Linked DNA regions of Mus musculus: regions 2 and 3 are each linked to region 1. Evidence: chromatin contacts called from public HiChIP or PLAC-seq and promoter capture Hi-C data. All regions are on one chromosome and are shown on one strand. Each heading gives the region's core, a stretch centred on a gene start, on an enhancer-like site or on the middle of the called end of the contact. The rest is flanking DNA. Distances are from core to core; before and after follow the strand shown.

Evidence for each region. Promoter capture Hi-C pulls out the DNA fragments that hold promoters and counts their contacts. HiChIP or PLAC-seq counts read pairs in DNA pulled down with a chosen protein or histone mark.
Region 2: a contact with region 1 is called in an H3K27ac HiChIP or PLAC-seq map of extraembryonic endoderm stem cells. The contact joins the promoter of Ncoa4 here to the promoter of Ankrd28 in region 1. A contact is called at or near these places in 12 of 39 promoter capture datasets (the 3T3-L1 cell line, 3T3-L1-derived adipocytes, the C10 cell line and 7 more), 10 of 484 Hi-C or Micro-C datasets (CD4 T cells, CD8 T cells, effector CD8 T cells and 4 more), 6 of 115 datasets of contacts at active chromatin or transcription factors (bone marrow-derived macrophages, effector CD8 T cells, extraembryonic endoderm stem cells and 2 more) and 3 of 9 other capture datasets (adipose tissue, liver and macrophages).
Region 3: a promoter capture Hi-C map of neutrophils shows a contact between it and region 1, with 2.9 times the contacts expected there. The contact joins the promoter of Timm23 here to the promoter of Ankrd28 in region 1. A contact is called at or near these places in 11 of 39 promoter capture datasets (the 3T3-L1 cell line, the C10 cell line, the HPC-7 cell line and 9 more), 6 of 484 Hi-C or Micro-C datasets (CD4 T cells, the G1E-ER4 cell line, embryonic fibroblasts and 3 more), 3 of 115 datasets of contacts at active chromatin or transcription factors (large pre-B cells, pancreatic cancer cells and stem cell-derived neural progenitor cells) and 2 of 9 other capture datasets (adipose tissue and liver).

What each region holds. Positions count from the first base shown.
Region 1 is chr14:31,829,136-31,831,835 of GRCm38.p6, forward strand. It overlaps Ankrd28 (ankyrin repeat domain 28), which reads right to left and starts at 1,280. Exons shown (of 28, transcript NM_001024604.2): 1 at 1,192-1,280. The coding sequence starts at 1,218.
Region 2 is chr14:32,158,516-32,161,265 of GRCm38.p6, forward strand. It overlaps Ncoa4 (nuclear receptor coactivator 4), which reads left to right and starts at 1,372. Exons shown (of 10, transcript NM_001033988.2): 1 at 1,372-1,495.
Region 3 is chr14:32,200,505-32,203,204 of GRCm38.p6, forward strand. It overlaps Timm23 (translocase of inner mitochondrial membrane 23), which reads right to left and starts at 1,387. Exons shown (of 7, transcript NM_016897.3): 1 at 1,139-1,387. The coding sequence starts at 1,244. It overlaps Parg (poly (ADP-ribose) glycohydrolase), which reads left to right and starts at 1,467. Exons shown (of 18, transcript NM_011960.3): 1 at 1,467-1,961. The coding sequence starts at 1,742.

The DNA of each region.
Region 1 (2,700 bases), core at 30-2,529:
GCACAACTGAGAAACTGTGCTTTCTTAATTTTAATCAACTCAAAGATTCTATGTGTAGCTAATGGAACATGTTGAACAGTAAAGTTATTCACAGATTTTGAAATACAAACTTATCAACCAGAGTTTTTCAAAGTATCATGCCCTATTGTTAATATCAGCTAAAATTCTGCTGATACCAAATGATACTAAAAGTCAGCATTCAGCCTAAGTAGAATATTCACTTTTTAAGTGAGAATTGACATTAGCTAGACTCAGAACTTAAGTTTTAATTGGTAGAAAATGACATAAAACATTAAGTTTTTCCCTATCGTTTTTGTTAAGCTTGTGCCCACTTTCTGATTGGTTTCCCTTCAAATCTGTTCAGTATCTCCTATTCAGAAAAACAATGGCAAAAGGGGTACTCAAGCATTAATAGGTTCCCGCGACTCCGTAAAATCCACTCGTTACTTTCCCTTTTCTTTAAAAGAGACAAACACTGGGGAGCGTCTGGTAATTCACCTTCTCGCCTTTTTAAAAGGGTAACAAGCGTTCATTCAGACATAGTTGCGATTTCATTGGTAGATACAGAGTTATTTTTCCCAGCCCACAGTGTACTGCAGTCTTCTGAGCACTTCAGGTGTTCTTTGACAAGCTCTTCCTAAGTCAGGAAAACTAAACCAAGATGGTGCAGAATATGCCAAGAGAAAACCAGCCTGGGAATATGCACCGTAACAACCAGTCCCCAGCAGAATCCATCGGCACCGGTGGGTTTGCTTTCGACCGCCACTACCTCTCCGCAGAGACGGTGCGGTGGACCGTGAACCGCCCCGCGAAGCGAACCCGAGGGCAAGGTCGTGACCCCAGGTCACGGCCGCCGCCTGCCCCGCTCCGACTCCGCACCGCAAAGCCACCTGTTAGGCCCGAGCCTCACCTGGCAGGAAAGAGGAGGCGCCTACCCGGCAGCGCGCCGGACGCGAGGGCGGCGAGCGCAGAACCCGCCCCTGTGGCGGCGGCCGCGATCCCCCGGCGGCACGTGGGTTTCTCGGAGCTGGGGCTGCACTGACAGGCGGACGGCCCGCACGGCTGCCGACCCGGGACACCCTCTTCCCTCGCTGCCACCGCGCCGACAGGGCGCCCGGGCGGCCCACGCCGCTGGTCCACCCTCCTCCGACTCCTCGGTGGCGCGATCCCGCCCCGCCGCCCCTCACCTACCTGGTCGCGGAGTTTGAGGAACGCCATGGCGGTCGCCGCTGTTCGGCCACTACCCGCGCCCGGCGGGTAGGTGGCCGGCTACGTTGAAGAGAGCGCGGGCAGGGGGCGGCGCCGCCTCCCCGGCCGCCCGCCGCCGCCGCCGCCGCGAAGAGCCCCGCCGGTCCCGCCTCCTCCAAGGACTCCCGCCCTCTTTCTTCCGTCCTTTCTCTCGCTCTCTCCCTCTAGCTCTCAGCCACCTCCCACACGCAGCCGCCGCCTTCGCCGCCGCCTCACACCCCCTTCCCGAAATACCCCAGCAGCCCCCGCCGCCGCGCCGCTCCAGCCCGCGGCCGCGGCGGCATCCAAACTCCACTCCACAATATTACCACCACCGCCCGCCGCGATTGGCGGCCGCGCGGGGGAGAGGCCAGAGTAAGCCGAGCGCCCATTGGCCACGCCACCGCGCTCGCTCGCTCCCGGGCTCCGCCTCTCCGCGGAGGGAGGGGCGGGGCACAGGAAGCGGCGGCGCGCGGAGCGGGCGGGCCAGGTGGCGGGGCGTCTGGGCGCGCGCCCCGGGCGCGGTGGGCGGAGCCCGGACTGGAGGTGGGGAGGGACGGAAACTGGGTACCGGGTAACGGCCCGGGATGGCACGTGGAGGTGGCGTGCACAAGCTCAGCTCAGTCAGGTGCGGAGAAGGCAGCCGGAGCCGGTGCGAGCCAGGGAGACCTCCGGGCCGATGCTGCTTTCAACAGAGTAGCGAGGGCAGCGGGGAACCGGACTCGCACGTGGAGCGAGAGTGAGAATGTCTCCGCGGGCTTTGGGGGAGACGTGGTCACCGGGGGACTGCTGGCACGCGAGACTGAAGGGTGTGGTCTTCATAGCCTGAACAGGTTGTGACCGCGGAACATTTCTCTCCAAAGCGCCCCTTTCAATCTTGCATGTGTTTTTTTTCCCCCTTTCTTCTTTATCATCAAAAGGGTTTTTGCCTCCCACTTGAAAGAAATCAATTTTTTCAAAAAGATGTGCAGGATTTTCAATAAATAGCATCCTTGGATGGAGAAGAGGAATGACTCCCTCGCCCTGGCACACACACCCACGCCAACCCACAGCTCAGAAAAGGCTTTTCTTTCTTAGGCAGCCGCACACTGTTACCATTCCAGGCTTGTGTGGGAGAAGATTGTTGTTCTCCTGTGTCTGTCAGCCTGGGCGGCTCCAGCCCCTGATTAATAAAAGGTACAGATGGTTAGAACACAAACGTGAGATATCGGGTTGGTTTAAAAAACAAAACCAAACCTCATCTTTTCCCTGCATTGGTGTGTCTCTTGGGACAGACTTTATTTAGAGAATCGATTTGAGCCTAATGGCAGTCTAGAAAAATGGGGATCAGTGCCAGGACTGTCAGTTTATTATAATGCTATTATTAAAAACAACTCTTTAGCCCCATAAGAACAGAAAATATCAAAGTGCAAGATCAAATGCACTAAGAGCCTTCTGATATCTCTTAACATAACTATGCCATAATTCTGCTGA
Region 2 (2,750 bases), core at 122-2,621, 330 kb after region 1:
TTCCACCACTTCTACAAATAAGGCTCTTCTGCCTGCATCTTGTTTCTGGTTTAGGCTAGAGAAGTGGTTCAGTGGTTAAGAGCCCCGAAGCTCTTCCAGAGGTTCTGAGTTCCCAGCAACCACATGGTGGCTCAGAACCATCTGTTTCTGCTTTACAATGGAAAAAAGCATGTGTGTTCATGATGAAACCAGACTTCTTCTTTGTCCCTGGTACTCTCATTTATCCTTCCTTCCAGTTACTTAGGTACCCCCTCTTTATCGAGTCCCCACATCACACTGTGTTTGCATAAGGTTAGAACAGGTTAGAGATACTGGAGAAGGGGCTCTCTAGACCTCACGCAGTCTGACAGGAAACTCAGAAGCCGGACTTCTGTGGGTGGTGGGGCCTAGCTCTAGGGTCAGTTAGGTGTGGCATACAGACCAGCTAAAATACACTGACTTGAAACTGTAACATTAATTCTGACATTTATTTACTCAATATTTAAAAAAAAATGTAGCATGTTTTTCCTAAGTTATAAAGCCCATCAGCCTTGTCTTAGTCACTGTTTTATTGCTGTGAAGAGACACCATGACCATGGCAACTCTTACAAAAGGAAGCATTTGCCTGGGCCATCTTTACCATTTCAGAGGCTTTGTCCATTATCAGCATGGCATAAAGCAGGGTGGCCTGCAGGCAGAAGTAGCTCAGAGTACTACATCCAGATCCACATGCAGCAGAAAGAAAGAGTGAGCCACTAAGCCTGGCTTGGACTTCTGAAGCCTCAAAGCCAACCCCCAGTGACATACTTCCTCCCCCAAAGCCACACCCACCCCAACAAGGACACTCACTCTAAGTAGAGCCATCTTCTCATCAGTAAGCATTCAAACACGTGAGCCCGAGAGGGCCATTCTTACTCAAACCACCACAAACCCCAGAGGAAAAAAAGAGTTTATTTTCTTTATTTGCATGACTCTTTTTTGCCTGCATATATACATCTGTACCGTGTGCACGCCTGGTGCCCTTGGAGGTCAGAAGGCACTGGAACCAGGAGGTATGGGTGGTTGTGAGCCATCCTGTAGGTGGCTGGGAACCAAAACTGGGTCCTCTGCAAGAACAGGAAGTGCTTTTTTTTTTTTTTTTCAAGACAGGGTTTCTCTGTGTAGCCCTGGCTGTCCTGGAACTCACTCTGTAGACCAGGCTGTCCTCGAACTCAGAAATCCGCCTGCCTCTGCCTCTGCCTCCGGAGTGCTGGGATTAGAGACTTACTGATAGGCACGAAAATGATCCAGACTAAGGGCAGGGAGTGTTACTGCATGCCTCCACGTTGAGCTCTAAGAAGACTTTGCGCAGGCGCGGAAGGAAATCTCGCGAGACTGTCAGAACACTACCGAGAAGCGTGGTAGGGAGGCCATCCTATCGCGAGAACTCTGTCTTCAGGGTCCGGATCCTTCCACGGCTAAGTGTCTGGGTCGGTCTAAGGTCCGCTCGGATCACCGGAAGGAGCGCTGCCAGCCGGTAAGGACGAGAGTGGCCGGCGGGCGCGCTTCCTCTTCTGCCCTGTGCCCTTCTTCGCTCCGGCCTGTGGCCTGTCCTGCCCTCCCCTCCATTCTTCCCGACCCTCGGGTCCGGGACCACCATCCCACCTGCCTGCACGCGGGGCCCAATGGCCCTTCCCTTCCCCAGGTCACGTCTGCTGTGATCGCCTCTCCAGTCCCCGCGTCGCGCCAGGCCAGAGCTCCTCTCCCTCCCCTCGTCCCGACGCTACCACTTTTCCTTCATGCCCAAGCGCTGGATCTGTCTTCTCTCCTCTGTCCTGTCGACATGTTTCGTTCCTGGGCCACGATTGCAGCCTGAATGCTTCTCTTCCATCCCTTTCCCTACATTGCCCTGACTGTCCTCTGGGTTTATAGCGGTGACAGCCCTGTTTCTCTGGTCCCAGGCGGGCCTGGTTTCCATTACTGACCCAGTGCACATTTGCCCCTATTCCTAGTGGTTTGGCAAGGTGGAATGACTTCTGGAGGCCCACTATCCGTTTCCTTCTCCCAGCAGTCCCTTTAAATCGTTTGATTCGTCCCTTCAGCTGATGAGAAGAGAGAGCTTGCAGAATCATTAATTCATAGCTCGGGCGTTCATTTGCTATATGCTTAGGGTACTGAGGATATAGTAATGTAAAGAAGTGGACGTGCTCCCGGCCCTGATGTGACTTAGCCCTTGCGGTGGGAACAGTATGGGTTTAAGTGCTACAGGCTGGAACTTGGGAGGATGGCTCAAGAATGACAAGTCAGAGGGGCTGGAGTTATCTGACCCTCCTGCACACAGCTCTCCTGCTAGTGTTGTTTAGTAGGTAAGGGCCTGCCACCCTGGCGTCCTTTTGGAAGGACTTGACTTTCCACCCACTTGGTAATTTGGAGTATGGTCATAGACCTTTTGAGTTACTTCCCTGGGTGTGTATGGGACAGGTAAGGCTGTTGGTTCTCCGTTAGCATCCCACTGTGATGTTTCTGAACTTTTAAAGTACATTAGAACATTGGAAAGAATTTCATCCTGTGTGACAAACAGGAGACTAATTTGTACTGCTCAGCAGGTCGCTTGATTTGCTCTGTGGATTTTTTTGTTTGTTTAAGAAGAGTGTCAGATCCCCTTACAAGCCATTGTGAGTCACCTGATGTGGGCCCTAAGAACTGAACTCTGGCCCTTTGATAACCACTGGGCCATCTCTCCAGCCTGGTTTGTTTAGTTTGCTTGAGACTGGCTGCAGGGATCCTGTTGG
Region 3 (2,700 bases), core at 137-2,636, 370 kb after region 1:
TTAAAGGCGTGTGCCACCACGCCCGGCTTGCCTCTCAACTCTTACAATCAATCTTGTATCAGTTCATTCCCTTGCAACTCTAAAGACAAACTGACCCAATAGCTTCTCAAGAAACACAGCAGGTTTGTTCTGTCTCTCAAGCACTTGTTGCTAAATTCAGGTCACAGCTCTAACTTCAACTCCCAAGCTGTTTTCTCTAACCTGTTCTCCAACAACCTTCACGGCCCATCACCACCACCACCATCTCAGGGTCCTATTTCAATTGCCATGTCATCTATCACTAACTTCTGTGTCCTCACGTTACTCTCCTCAGTAGTATGTGTACTCTCTCACCTTAAGTAGTGCCCTTCATGTTATGCAACTGAGATATCCTAAGATACACATAAATTGTGTCCTGGACTCAAGTTTTGACAGCAGACATTAGGGTTATCAAACGGCTTTCTGAATGTTTTTAAGTGTAAAGGTTTTACTTAGAGGATTAGCAAGAAGAAACACTTTAGTAAAGTGTTATTAAACATTAACTCCCAAGCTCTACTTATCCAGTCGAATATCCATAATTACAAAACATTAAAAGCCTGAAAGACATACTTAGGTGATTGAGAAGGGCCAACAGGCTGGGAATTCATGCCTCTGCATCTTTGAATTTGCTTATATCGCTTTCAGAATTTGGCTCTTTTTTCTTGTTTAAAAATCTCTTAAAAGTTTCGTTTGCTTCCCCAGCTCCTTCTGATTTCCTGAATTGTCTCTCACACGCACAAAGAACGAAAAATGTTTTCGCCTAACTGGTTTAGAAATATTTAAAAGCCGTGTGAAAAAAAATTAATAGCGCGCTTGTTATTTGGAATGTTTATTTCTAGAACTAGGGTCTCCTAACAGGGCCAAGCATACAGAAAAGCGTGTGACGAGAAAAGACGGGACGGGGCACTAAAGAGGAGGACATTTTGTGTTTCCTCTCGAAACTAGGTCACTAAAAGAGCTTCCCGGGGATTTACGATCCCCCAAATTCGTTCAGCCTTGAAACCCAATCACCGGCGGTGAATCTCGTAAAGGCGAGCAGGAAAAGGGACAGGAACGTTACACATTTCTAGCTGTCCCAGGAAGGAGTCAGAAAGGGGAGCAGGCGAGGCCCGATACTCACGCGGGACGCCGGCCAAATCAGCGTTCGAGTAACCCGCTCCTCCGGCTCCGAAGAAGCCAGCTAACCCGCTGGTGGATTTGTTGCTACTTCCTCCGCCACCTTCCATGAGGTCGCAGCAAACGGCGGTGGGCTCGCCACCACCACCTCAGGCCGGGGACGTATGCTCGGCCGTGGCCGCGACAAGCAACAGCGGGAAGACCCGCGTTGCTCCTGCCACCTTCACCACGCTGACCTTCCGGGCGCCGGCTCCCGTGAAGTATCGCACTTCCGCTTTACGGCTGTGTGCGGCCCGGAAGTGGGAAGCGCGAGACGGCTGCTTTCCGGTGGTGGGAAAGTGAGCCTGGAGCCGGAGCCCGATCTCGAGCCGAGTGGAAGCGGCGCGTCCCGGGGCTGGTGGGCTCCCTGCTGCCGAGCGGAGGCAAGCGGCTGCGCAGCGAGGGTCTCGCTCGAAGGCCCGAGGAGTGGCAGCCTCCAGGCGGGCCGCTGCGGAGAGGGAATGGTGCGCGGCGCGCCGAGAAGGAGGCGCAGTCCGTCCCTGTCCGGGTTAGTGAATGAGGCTCTCCGCCCGGGCCGGCCCGGGGACTGTGTGCTGCGGGTCCCAGCATGAGTGCGGGCCCCGGCTGGGAGCCCTGCACGAAGCGGCCCCGCTGGGGCGCCGCTGGAACTTCTGCGCCGACTGCCTCGGACTCCCGGAGCTTCCCTGGCAGGCAGAGGCGTGTTCTCGACCCCAAGGACGCTCCCGTCCAGTTCAGGGTCCCTCCGTCCTCGCCAGCCTGCGTCTCGGGGCGGGCGGGACCGCACAGAGGCAACGCCACCTCGTTTGGTACGTGGGAAAAAAAAAATCTTTGTCCTTGTTTCAGTGTGAGGACCAGGAGACTCCAGTCACTCCTAACTGATCTTGTTTCCACCACTCTGATGACCCCGATGTTCAATCACTAGATGCCACTCCAATGAGAGGCGCTACAGTTTTACTAGTGGCATGTGTGTTGTGGAAAACTTTGTTGGACAGGTAGTTACCGGACCTCCCCGGGATACTTTCCTCAGCTTGGATAGAGAATTTGCCCTGTTAAGGAAGTCTAGTTGTGTATGTGAAGCAGAAGGGCGCTTCAGTCTCCAAAAATCGTAAAGAAAGTTGTTGCAGTAGACTCAGTGAGAGCTGACTTCCAGAGTGCAGAGCTGTTAGCCTTAGCTTGCTGGATTGTATTTGTCCCTGGCACACGATGTTGAACACGAGGAACTTGGTCTCTTCTTTCGTACCTTGAAATCTGTGAGGAGAGAGAAACAATAGCACAAGTCAAATACCTGTAACAGAGAGTAATGGATGTTGTTGTTCATGAAGGAGCCATTGTTTTGGTAGGAATTAAGTATACTTAAGTTAGTTATGGTAGTCCAGAAGGTTTGGTACTTACTGTGAGTACTGGAGAAGAAAGTAAAGAGGTACTTCAGATATGCAGTGGGTGCGCAGAATCAACGGTGGAATGGTGAGAGATGGGCTGCAGAGAATTAGGACAGTGATCCTACTCTGCTGAGTAAGTGTGGACAGTACTAAGGATCTTGAATTT